2 separate regions of the Nothobranchius furzeri genome follow, and region 1 is linked to region 2. A link is a contact called in public Micro-C data. All regions are on one chromosome and are shown on one strand. The core of a region is the stretch at or near the end of the contact, and the rest is flanking DNA. Distances in the headings are between cores, read along the strand shown.

The links. Hi-C and Micro-C count contacts between places; a contact is called where the count stands out from the background.
Region 1: a contact with region 2 is called in a Micro-C map of tail fin, with 5 times the contacts expected there. The contact joins the promoter of ephb2b here to the enhancer-like site in region 2. A contact is called at or near these places in 2 of 2 Hi-C or Micro-C datasets (skeletal muscle and tail fin).

What each region holds. Positions count from the first base shown.
Region 1 is chr3:76,561,406-76,568,275 of NfurGRZ-RIMD1, forward strand. It overlaps ephb2b (eph receptor B2b), which reads right to left and starts at 3,437. Exons shown (of 16, transcript XM_054732884.2): 1 at 3,098-3,437. The coding sequence starts at 3,149. LOC107374369 (a long non-coding RNA gene) reads left to right here and starts at 3,553. Exons shown (of 2, transcript XR_001571506.3): 1 at 3,553-3,724.
Region 2 is chr3:76,394,284-76,400,521 of NfurGRZ-RIMD1, forward strand. It overlaps ephb2b (eph receptor B2b), which reads right to left. Exons shown (of 16, transcript XM_054732884.2): 16 at 1,888-6,238. Among protein-coding and RNA genes, the nearest start is that of LOC139068901, 63 kb to the left of the region's middle. Within about 2 kb of position 2,353, at least 1 of the 3 cell types and tissues checked has an H3K27ac peak or open chromatin away from gene starts, as enhancers often do. A contact at or near this core is called in tail fin, where this site is marked.

The DNA of each region.
Region 1 (6,870 bases), core at 2,187-4,686, 170 kb after region 2:
TCTCCATTTTACTGTGGTTTCACTCCCATCATGTTTCCTTCAGAGAAAGGAACTAAATTCTTTCTTAAAGTGATTTATCATTGTAGTCCAACAAGCAACAATCACTTGGATAAAAGTCTCTATGAGGTTGTTGTTGCATCCCAGCTACACAAACTGTCCCAGAAAAACATTTGAGCATTACAAACATCTCCCCGGAAGGCAGGAGGGGTGGGCCGGACCGAAGAAGCCAAACAACCACGTAGTAAAACTTATCTCCACAAAACAATCCAGACCTCAGCTATTTTATTGCCCGGGAATGAATCTGAAATTTTCCACTCAACAGAATTAGATGAGCGCCGCTGTTGTTGGTAGGACCGCCAGCTCATCACTGATGACAATGAATGGGTGAGCTAATGAAGGGATAAATCCTCTGTGTGTTTTCATTGCCATGTTTGATAGAGCTGGGCTAATTTTCCTGGCAGTACTACATCCATTAATTTTCCAAAAGAGCTTGCCTGTTACTGTTGCCTAAACCAATAAGACATGGCATCAGCTTATATTAACGCTAATCAACAATCTAAAGTTGGTTGGAATTCCTCAGCGGACAAGCCTTTTAAAAACAAGTAAACGGAATTGATGAATGAAGTTAGTTTGCAGGCTGGAGTGGGAGCACAAAAGGAGACACTGAGGAAAATGGATTTCACCCCGAGCATCAGCGCTTTGGTGCTATCTTACTTTTTTTGTTTCTGCATGTCGGTAAAGTTGACAAACCACATGTAAAAAAAATGGACACTTGGGGACACGGCTGGGGTTTTAAGTTCAGACACATTTTTTATCCCGTATTCCGCTCCAGCACGACCCTGCCTAAATCGTTAATTATTTGTATAACAAGTTGGCCTTTTAAATTTCCTCCACAGTAATTCGGCTTATTATAGATCCCAGTAATATGATTTCTAATGTGCTTCTTTTATTTTGCGTCGTGCTTTTTTATACCAAAGTTTTCCAAGAGTATTGAAAGCATGCTGTTTTATCAATGAATCTCTATTTATTGTTATTTACATAATGTTTGGGTAACCAGTAATAAAGTACACAAATGCATTTTTCACTGTTAAAATAACAACAAAAAAAAACATCTCTTTACAAAATGTGTCAAGGAAATCCACCGGAGGCCTCCTTTCTGTTGCATGCTGGGATAGTTTTTTTTTCTTCGTTCGTTTTTTGTGTGGATTAGAGCTGCGGTGACCTCTTTTTCAACTCTTTTTTTGTTTTTTATTTTTCTACGTAACGCGTCCCGGCAATTTCATTGGACAGTCGAGTAGGGTGAGATACTGCGTAGAACGAGGCTGAACCGTATTCAGTGGGCGACCAGATTGGCCAGTTTTCCAGTCATCATTTGAGGTAGCGGCACTCAAAAAAATGCGTGCAATGTTTCTGCTGAGCATCAACATTATAGCAGGAAAAATTACTACAATCTCTTTTTGGGACACGTTTAAAAATGGATGATCAAAGTAAAAAATAATAGAAAAAAGTAGCAGAGCAGCAATAAAAAGTGGTCAATTCGAGCTTTTTTAACAGACGGAGTGGAAGTGGAAGTGGAATGGTGCTTAGTGTGAAATTGCTGTTATTCTTGGCAGATATCATATCCTGGGCTTTCCTTAAACTGGGACAGAATGCAAGGAAAATACTGAGCAGAAAAAAACAATTATTCCAACAGCAATGAAGCTGTAGTGTGGTGAGAACGTGAGTGAAAATAAACAATTATGATCAGATTAAAGATGGAGCTGCATAATAATCTCAATTTTCTTTGTGTGTGTGTGTGTGTGTGTGTGTGTGTGTGTGTGTGTGTGTGTGTGTGTGTGTGTGTGTGTGTGTGTGTGTGTGTGTGTGTGTGTGTGTGTCCCTGTATTTATAGAAATTATTAGGCTAGACCTGTTTGCTGGTGAAGCCTTAAGAAAATTTCTAAATTGCACTTTGTAAATATAAAAGCTGGCCTTCCCTGCTGCTTTAGATGTTATCTGAAGCTGCAGAGATGTAACTGAAACATAAACTGGAGCAGTCCGTTGTAGGCTACATAAATACGGATGATGCTGATGCTTGTCAAAGTCTGTGCCAGTTCTAAAGTATACAAATCCTGCCAGGTCCATAACTTCCTAAACAGATCTGGAATGCCATACGCACCAAAGATGTGACTGTAAACTTTTCTGTACTTTATTTGAAACTAAACCAGCGGGATGAAGGATAGCGCCGTTGCTCCACCTGTAATTAGGAGGTTTGGTGACTGACCAGAGGAAGAGGACACATTTGTTTCCTGTTTGAATCCCCAAAATAGGCTGAATAAATTACTAGGGTGATCCTTCCACACTGCTGTGTGGTGTCTCCTGACCTGTCAGTGAGTGCAGCTTCAGAATTACCTGCAAATCACACCTTAAACACAAGACTGAAATAAGTGAAAATAAAATGTGCACCTTCTTAGTTTTTGTTGGGGATAACAGAAATGAAACTTAGAATAAATGTAGACTGTGCGTTAGGTGACATGTCCTATAGTATTGTGTTGGGACGCTTTATCACAGTTACTTTAAATGTAATTTTAATAGAGTCCAATGAGGCTGTTACGTTGTGCGTTAGGCCACGCTGATTGGTGACCTTTGAATTTAAATCTCTGCACATGAATAAAACTCGCTCTGGAGGATATAGCTCAGGTTATATATTCAGAAATAAAATTGACCATTTCAGTAAAAATATACATATTTCTCACTGTGTGACTACGGCGCGCGACACACCTCCCTGCCCACCGGTGCTCTTGTCGTTTTTCTCACATCTTTTTATTCCAACAAAGCTAAAAACAGCCCGTTTTATTTACAGCCGGCCGTTTAATTCCGTCCTGAATCCCGTTTTTTAGAGACCGCCAGGACCCAGGAGAGCGTCATGTTGTTGTGACCCACATCCATCCCAGGCTGAGCGGACGCGGTGATGAACGTCAGAACCGTCACCGGGTCAGCTAAACCCAGAGAATAAAACACCCGAATAGATTATTGTACCGGTTTTACAATGAAATCCACGCGCTTTGTCTCGCGCCGGTGTGAGGATGCGTCTGACCGGGATGGAGACACAAGCTTACCTTCCACAGCTATTACGGCCGGTATGGTCCATAATATCCATAGAATATCCATTATTGGTGCTTCAGAGTCCCAGACACTCAGATAAAACAGGTCCCGAGAGCCATTGGCAGCAGCAGCAAAGAGGGGACTGGCGGTCCTTCTCCTCCTATGCAGCGCTCCCGGATAGCACAGCTAACGAACTCAAATCTGAACCAAGTTTGGACGAAACCAAGAGGGCTCAGACGGGGGGGAGGACCGGGGAGACCGGCAGGACAGCTCCGTTATTCACCGCAGTTACATCCGCCTGTCTCACTTAAAACAGACACAACACAACTGTATGTAGGTTACAGATAAACAAAGGCTCTTAAATGTTTACACCGGCAGCGGAGCGGTGCGTTTAGAGCCACGTCCATCCCCTCAAATCCGCTTTAATTGACCCCGCTGTCAATCATCGACGGACGCACGCGCCGCAGCGCCTCTCCTAGTCTCGATTAAGCGTTGAGGGAGCGCGTATAAAAGATGGAGCGTCTTATTCTCAGTCCCACTCTGCTCTAAATGGATTTACGGCCCTTTTTATCTATTTGTTACAACTTCACACGTTTAATCTGTTTACTGAGAAGCTGCAGCGGGTCGTCGCTGGTTAACAGGTGAGCAGATCCAGAGAAGCTAAAGTAAGTTTGATGGTTTCCTTTCGGTGTTTGGACTCCAACATTTACCATCTATTAGTTCACATTCACAGATTAACTCTAAATTAACCCCTCTTTCTGCTTTTCAAGAGAATATTCTAGTTTAGTTATGTATTTATTTTTAATTTATTTATTGGCTCAAGACCTAGCTGGGTACTCATTTATAGAAGGTCGTTTATAATATGCTTACTGTTTAGCTGCCTGAGCAGATAGATAGATAGATAGATAGATAGATAGATAGATAGATAGATAGATAGATGATAGATAGATTGATAGATTGATAGATTGATAGATAGATAGATAGATAGATAGATAGATAGATAGATAGATAGATAACTACTGTCCATATGTGATGATTATATTATTGATTTTGTCATTATTAATTATCATAATTACAGAAAACGTTTTACAAACATTACCTTATATTTTACAAGCATGTAGTCTAGAGATTTTTCAAGAGATCAAAGGATAAATTAGAAATTTGTGAATATTTAATATTATTGTATTATTGCACGTCATTTACTGGACTTCATTAGCATCCTTCCTGGGGTGCTAAGTGTCACTTTTAAAGTTTGATTAAATCATTTACACCTGAAACTTAAACTGTATGTTTCATGAACAAACTAGAAGGAATCGTGTAATTTAACATGACTCATAATCAGTGAGTGGAGCTTAACAGAAGTTTGTTTTTTATTTCAGCCACAAAGAGTCCCAGAAAGTAAATTGGAGCTAAAAGCTAAACCCCTCTAACGAAAGTATCATCATATAAAGTTTTATGTTTTGGTTTAATCTTTTAGTCATAAATTTACAGAAATAGATTTTAGTCTATTTGGCTTTTTGTTGAACTCTAATAAAATGCATTTAGCTTTTATGCATTTTTTACCTTTTCAATAATTCATTTTAATCATCTTTGGCTTTATCTGAGCATCCTTTAAGTTGAAGAAGTCATTTCTTATTTTCACATTATAAAATAATTCACAGTGTCATTTACAGCGTAATTGTTTACACATCGTGAAACCCAAAGAGAATCTCTGATTTGAAACAGAAATTCACTCTGCTGAACAAAGTCAGGTTGTGAAGAAGAAAGAAGACCTGAAAACAAAAGCTGGCTCAAATACAGCAACCCAATGTGTGCAAGAAGAGAGATGCCTGCTGGACATGAAGTATAGAGTTACCGAGGCTGACTAAAAATTTGCCATCAAACATGCCTTTGGTTTTACAGGCCGAAGCGCTGCACAGCAGACCTCTCATTGGTTAAATGAACCAGGCTGATTTATTTGCCTCCACTGGACTGGACTGTATTGATTCCAGGTCACTTGACTGGCTGGCTTCAGATCATGTTCAGGTGACTTCTGAACAGATGGAACAAAATGGCAAGGCACTGAGAAAGCTGCTTCACTCACTTTAATGAGTCCCATACAAGCTCAGTATTGACTTGAGTCAGAAGTAAAATGAAAGATGTTGGAAAAATATTATATTAATACTTCTTAAGTTTTGCCGGCAGAGAGATTTCTGCCACGCTGTGCTGCCATGTCTTCTCAGACTGCAATGCAATGGTTCAAATGCAAAGCAGGAGCTTCTAAATATGCCAGAAATCCTCTCATGTTCCCCTGCAAGCCTGTAATCCAGTAAAAGCAAGGCATGCACGCCGCTAATGTCCCGTAACTCAGCAGCTTTAAAGGCCAACAGACTACCGCCATAAACAAAAACACACGGCAGAATCGACGCTACAGATTACCAGCAAATTATGTTCCAGTCATGTAAAAGGTGCACAAAGTAGATTTTCTCCGAACGGTCAGCTGAGTAGAATAACCGGTGTGTAAAGCCGTGAGAGCAGACTTTATCAACAAAGAAACAAGGACAAAAAAATTAAGAAAAAGAAAATGAAATAAATAAAGAAATTAGAAAAAAAATATTAAAGCAAAAATGCCTAAAAATGTTCATATAAATATTTTAAAAGTTTCTTTTTACATTAAGAAATGGTAAAATTATAACTTTGATAATTTACCATACTAAAAATTCAGATGAATTGTATTTAGGAATAAATGCATTTTAAATTATGAGGGAAAATAACCATAAGTATGATTTAAAAAAACACGCTGCACATTTTTTACGCAAAATAAACATTGTTCAAAAATTCTTAAAATTAAGCATCTATACTTGTGTTTAAAGGTGCATTTCTACATTCTTCAGTACAATTTAAGCGATTTTGGAATATTTGTATTTGTGTTATTATATCAGTTAATTAAACTCCATTAGGTGTGTGTGTGTGTGTGTGTGTGTGTGTGTGTGTGTGTGTGTGTGTGTGTGTGTGTGTGTGTGTATTAGGCAAATTACAATGAAAGTGTGTGCATTTCTGAGAGGAGATCTCACAATTAGGAACTAAAGTCTGCTAAAAGATCAAATTAAAATAGAATAGTAAATAATCTAAAATGCAATGCTTTTAAAATATATATATAAACAAATAATAAAACTCGTGTTGTTGGGGGGGGGGGGAGTCCTAGACTGTTTTAAAGTTGTAATTAAACAACAAAATTTACTCAGTCTGTTAAAACTGAACAATAAACATATAACAAAACAAAATGAAACATATAAACAACAATTTGAAGAATAAACACATGAACTTGGGATTATTGTGTTTTCTATGAAACTGTGATTGCATCGACACTGCCCTCCAGAGGCTGGACAGCGTGAAAAGGATGGAGAGTTTATATACTTTCCTATTTTTTCTTTCTGTCTCTAGAAAATGATGTGATTCTGTTGTGAATGAGTTTCCTACTTTTTTAACGTGTTAAATTCAAATAAAAGTTAGATGAAAAGAGATTACCAAGGATCGTTTTCTTTAGGGGGGAAAAAAAGGAAATAAATGTGTTTATTAGTTACCTGGGTGTGTCTTTTAATACGCTGGGTTTTCATGGATTAAGTAGTCGTTAAAAAGGAATTGTGTCCGTGTCGGATATTTAGCCCAAAGTTACGCATTAAGTTCATTTGGGAGAATAAACGCTGAGTATCAGTTATTAAACAAGCTTTTCATTCCTGGTGCATTCCTGAGGAGATTCCCAATGACCTGTGGAGGTTTAGACTCTAAAGAGATTCTGATGATTCAT
Region 2 (6,238 bases), core at 1,103-3,602:
TGAATATACAATGTGACATTTATGAAATGAAAGCCATCACTGACTCTTGAGCTGCATCTTCTTAAAAGTTTAATCCCGTTTTAGACTTTCATGTTTAAAATTAGATATTATTTTGTGTATTTAGGAATGAAGCCGGGAAACTCCAACTCTTTAGATTTGTAAAAGACACAAAATGCTTATTTTAGACTCACCGCATAAAAAAAAATCTGCATTACTGAAAAAGAGAAAAAAATTAATTCACGTCATTTTTTAAATCAGTTTTCTTTAAAAGTGCTTAAAAATGAAATATACAAAAATACTTAGACTTATGAAAAGTATTTCATTATTTTCAATATTATATTAATCATGTAATTAATACTTTGCAGACTTTATAATGCAGCCATAAAACTGTGTGCATGAATAAAGATAATAAAAGTAGATAAAATAATGACAAATTCATTGGTTTAAAAGTAAAAAGGAAGAAGCAAATCCTGAACTTGGAGCCGGACGTGCAGCCAACCCCCGACAAATGCACAGAAAACATTCCGGCTTCCAGCTCCGACTCCCTGCTGTCCCGTGGTTCTTCATCAGCCCTAAAGCTGAGGTGCTGCAGCACCAAACCACGGTTTCATCACTACGGGGCGAGCTTAAACATAAAAACATGTTAAAAACTCATCTTTAGAATAACTGCATGTGGATGTCTTTAATCAGCATCTATATAAGTATTTTTCTCTTAAATAGTTGAACTCGTTTTCTGATGTATTATTGTTGTTTTGGTCTTAAGCTATTTTTACATATTTCTACTCATTTTGTTATTTTGCAGAATTATTGTTATATTTCAACTGGGATGCAAATTGTGATGCAAATAGCTTTTATTGAGAAATTGATCATTTGCATATTTTATCTTGTTGTTCTATGTGATCAATAATTATTTATACTTTTCCTTATTTTGAAAATGTTCGTACCTTGGTGCACATTTTCTGTAAATATTTTCTTGCTTTTATTAAACTATTATTAAAACATAAATGTGCTTTAAATAAACCCTCATCAGTGTTGTTTTTATCATCATCACCTTATTGACTCGTTAGAAAGAAAAGCATATTGATTTTTTATTATTTGTAATAAATCAAAGCACTTTGTGATGAAACGAAACTTTAAAAATAAAAGGCTGCTCTGTCATCATTGGTTTTATTCAGCTAACAATAACTCCATAAATATTTAGGTTAAATGTTTATTTTACTTTGAATGATTAGATAAATAAAAAATGAAGATCATGATAATTTTACCTCAGCAGCAGATTTATTTGTTGTTTTTAGAGGTTGTAATAATAGCTTATTGCCTTTGTGTGTTTAACTGTAATCTTATTATTTTACCTTTTCTCTAAGTGTTGGTGCTACTGGAGCAAATTAATTCATCTATTTTATTCTAACCTGGATGTGACCTTCATGCTGACGACCTCTGGTCCTCTTTGCATCGAGGGGAGACAGCTTTGTGTTTCTTCTCCTCAAAAATAAAAGTTACATGAAAAATAAAACACTAAAATGTCAGATTTTAAAATTAACCTAAGCTATAACTTGAGATTGTTGCATGTTTAATGTCAAATTAGTGTGTGTGTGTGTGTGTGTGTGTGTGTATACCTATATATATATATATATATATATATACATATATATATACATATATATATATATATATATATATATATATATATATATATATATATATACACACACATCCAAATATGTATTTTGATTCAAAATGATGCAAAATATTTCCCTTTTCCTAATTTATTATCATTATGGCTTTAATATATAATAATAATAATACAATAATACTAATACTAATACTACTACTACTACTACTACTACTACTAATAATAATAATAATAATAATAACTACACATCATAGTTGTTTTTATAACAGATCTGCTTTTTTTATTGAGGAGAGTCAAGTTGGGTTTTCCATTTTTAGAAAATAAAAACGACAATATTACAAATAATGAAATTGTTACATCATTCACAGGGATACAGTCAATGTACATTTATACAGAAATACAGGATCTCCCACATCAGTCACAGTGGTCTGAACCGGCACTGGCCTATCGAGTGGGCTTTAGCAGAGCAGAGGAACACCGACTGTCCTAACCCAGAGCTGTGGAGGGTGGAGGCAACGGAGGGGAACACACAATCACTCAAGAGAACAGGACACTGTAGTGGCATGAATGTTTATCCAAGTGAGGGAAAAGTACTTGCTCTTAGCACCAGCAGCCAGTATTTGTCCATCAGCAGCTTGCTGCAGTCTCCAAAACACTGGAGGTCTGCCTGCTGCAGTGTTCAGACTCAACAAGACCAAAGATCTGTCAGTAGAGGGTGCCCTGGTGCTTCCTGCTGCAGCTGTTCAACAGGAGCCATTTTCCATCCACTGCAACAGGAGACAGACGTCTTGCTCTGACCCTGATGTAGTTAGGTGGTGTTCAGATGCAGCCCAGTGGACATCGCCTGGCAGAGTTTGTATGTATGCAAACCATCATGCAACTGTAGCACCGAGGCTTAACCGTTTCCTTCTGTCCTCTCAGAAATTGGCACACTATAGGGGGGGTGGGAGGTTGGGGAGGTGAATAGATGGAACACAGATGCAACAGGAGAAAGTAACATGTTGTGTCACTAAAATATGCAATTGGCAAGTGTGTAAAACCACCAATGGCATCACAATGTGTTCTTTTTTCTCTGCAGGGGACAAATTGTAGATTTTTGTTTAACTTTGGAACTGTTAAACTTTAGAAGAATACGGTTTGTGGAAGGTTTGCAGCAGGAAAAACTGCTTTAAAGGGAATTGGAGAGCAGATTAAACAAAGCACGCCAGTGCATCCTCTAATTATATTTACTAATTATTTACCTCCCATCAGACACGAACTTCAGACATGTCCAACTGTACGGGACAACAATTTGACCCTGAAATGAAATCTTCAGTCTTTTTCAGTTAGGACTGAAATAATAATGAATGCATCTTTAGTTTAAATGACTAATAAAGGTCCATGTGTCATGTTTCAGACCTGGACTGCAACAGTAACTCTCTCCTGTGCAGCTGCGAATCATCCAATGCTAAAAATAACCCTTCTAAACTATTTAATACTCCATTAGAGCTCACGGAGACCAAACAAATGACCAAACGTATTTGCTTTGCAGCAAAAGATAAAATACATTTCAGCCATGCTCAGCTCCTACACCCTGTTGAAGGTAATTCCTCAAAGTAAATGTCAAGGATAATTGCTTGATTAATAACTCAAAGTCCTGGCAGCATCCATGGACAAGCATCGGAATGAGCCGTAATGGCCCCGGAGCAGAGAAACACCTCACCAGCCTTGTGCATACTTGAGATTAATTCCTCACACATTAAGTGCTTTTCTTGACAGCAAAGTATTTCCTGTTCCACGGGAAGACATACTGCCTTCAGAGACAAGAGATGAGCTGTTAGCAATGGAGAAATGGAAGGGGAAGATGAGGTAAAGGTCGGTAAAAACCAAAACATCGGTGGCAAGCCATAGCATAATTTCCTAATTTGGCTGAACGGCTCATGATTCTCCACCAGGGACCGGATAAAAATGGAGATTTCGGTTGGGAAGTGTCACACCGAAGATGGAAATGATCAAGCAGGTAATTGCAGAGAAAAAAAGACTTGGTGTATCGACAGCTGGGTGTGATAAAGGGAGAGATTTGGGGAATTTGGTTTAAGCCAACATGGAAGCATTATCTAGCCTGGAGGAATCTCGGCGGCGGGAGCGTCGGGAGAAGACGAGACACCGCTGTCCTGCTGTTGGGGCTTTTAAACGCGCCGAGACGAAACCGGACAACTGGTGAAAGCCGACTGCGAGGAGACCAGAGGAAGCATCTGACAGGTGGTCGACAGGAATGTGTGTTATCAGGAGGACTGAGATGAATAGGTGCCTGGACCCAACGGCTGTGATCTGGGTGCAGCCGTCCCGCTGTGACCAGACACATCAGACCGATGGCTCACAGCTGGGCGTCCATGTCTGACTGTCAGGTCTCAGCGCGGAGCCAAGTGGGGATTTCTGCATTGCTGACTATTATTTGTTGGATGTGTGCATAAAACCTCGCCTGACTCACTGTCTCTGGAGAATAGCTAGGCAGTGCTAGACTCCACGTTTTCTACCGACGAGGCTCACAACGGGTTACTGGAGACGACACAAACTGACAGCTCTGTACTCGTGAGACAGAAGCGCTCACAAGCAAAGAGAGAACAGAGAATGAAACCTGTTACAACATGTTTATCTACATGATTTGGTGCACCAACTTCAATTTTCTTTCAAAAATAAATTCAAATTAATGATGGAAGATCCAGAAAGTTGGCTGAAATCAGCAGTGGCACCCCATGAGGTGGCTGGGGGGTGCCTGGCCACCCCAATGAACCCCCAGGAAAGACATCCTCCCTCTTTACTAAATCATATGCATGTTCAAGCAAACTATAAATGCATCTACTATAATCAAAACATTAATTTAAAGCCAGTAGAAACATTTATAATTATTAAGCAAATAAATCAGAATTTAAATATTTCGCTGAGGCTCACAATTAGGGTTGTCATGGTAACCGGTATAGCGGTAAACCCCGGTAAAAAAGTTGACAATAAAAATAACCGTCCAGTTTTTAAAAAACTATATTATCTCGGTGGGTTTACCGTGGCCGCGGTTTCGGCGCGATGACCCTTACCAGCCACCGTCGCTTCAGCTGAAGTTCCCGCGGCGCGCACACGCACTTTTTAATTTGCAACGGCACCAAAACTTTGAAGCTGAAATAATGGCCGAAGGAGGAGACGGCAGTGCCCAGGACATCCATCAGCCCTCAAAGAAGACTAAATCGGAAGTATGGGCATATTTGGGATTTCTGAAAAATGCTGAGGGACAGTTAATAGAAGACTGCTATCCCGTCTGCAGAACGTGCAGGAAACAAGTGTCTGCAAAAGGCAGCAACACTTCGAATCTAATGGCACATCTGCGTGACCATCACCCACGTCTCTACAGCCAGTGCAAGGTAAGTTAACATTAGCATTTTAGCTTAAATGCATGACGTGAGGACTTTTGGCTGAGGGAGAATGCAACGAGTCACTATATACTGCAGCCGCAGCGTCCTCTGCCAGCATTTAAACCGTGTCACGGACACCCTGTTGCTGGATGAAGCATCTTATTTGTTGATGATGAAGAGAAATATACAATTAGTTCCTTGTCATTGATTTGTTTACTTATTCAATGCCATTTATACTTGAACATTTGGATTTGATTACATAGTGTAGTAGTTATTTTAGTAATTTGTTTAAAGTGGCTATTTATTTTAAATACATATTTTTTAAGGTTGACTTGTACAGCGCTCAAGTCAAGTGTGGACTGGAGTTTTAGATTTTCATTTTGATAATGAAGAAAACAAGTATATGAGAAAACAAGTGGTGTTTCTTTGATTTGTTTACATATTGTTTATGTTTTGAATGTTTGGATTTGTATAATTTAAACCTGCACAGACTACTGTAACAAGTTCCAGAAAAATAAGCTATTTGTTCCTTTACTTGTGAAAAGTTGCACTTTTGCTAAGGCTTTGTGTTATTTTAGGTTTAATAAACACTGTTAAACCTTTTCAGAACTATTTCAGTTTGTGTAGAACAGGACTATCAATGCTTTCTGAACATATAAAACACCGTTTAAAAAATACCGCGATAATACCGAAAACCGTGATAATTTTGGTCACAATAACCGTGAGGTTAAATTTTCATACCGTGACAACCCTACTCACAATATTCAAAAACAAAAGTCAATCTCAATAGTTTTTGTGGATGAATTTGTTGGGACATCAATAGGCAAAATAAACATTTCTAAAGATCTGAAAGAATAAATTTGAATCAATAAATCTGTTTTGAAATTATGTATTTTTCCTGAAATGTTTGTTTATAAAATTTAAGGTAAAAAAAAGGTAAATAACCTGTATTTGTAGAGCGACCTCTAGGATCCTACTACCTCCCAAGGCGCATTACAACATAACCAGTCATTCACACACATTCACACACTAGAGGTGATGAACTACATTGTAACCACAGCTGCCCTGGGACTCGCTGACGGAGGCGAGGCTGACCAACGCCGGCGCCACCGGTTCCACCGACCACCGCCAGCAAGGTAAATGTGTTAGATGCATATTGATTTTTCATTTAAACAAATAAAGGACGAATTGGGTGTGCCACCCCACAATTTTCACCAGCCCC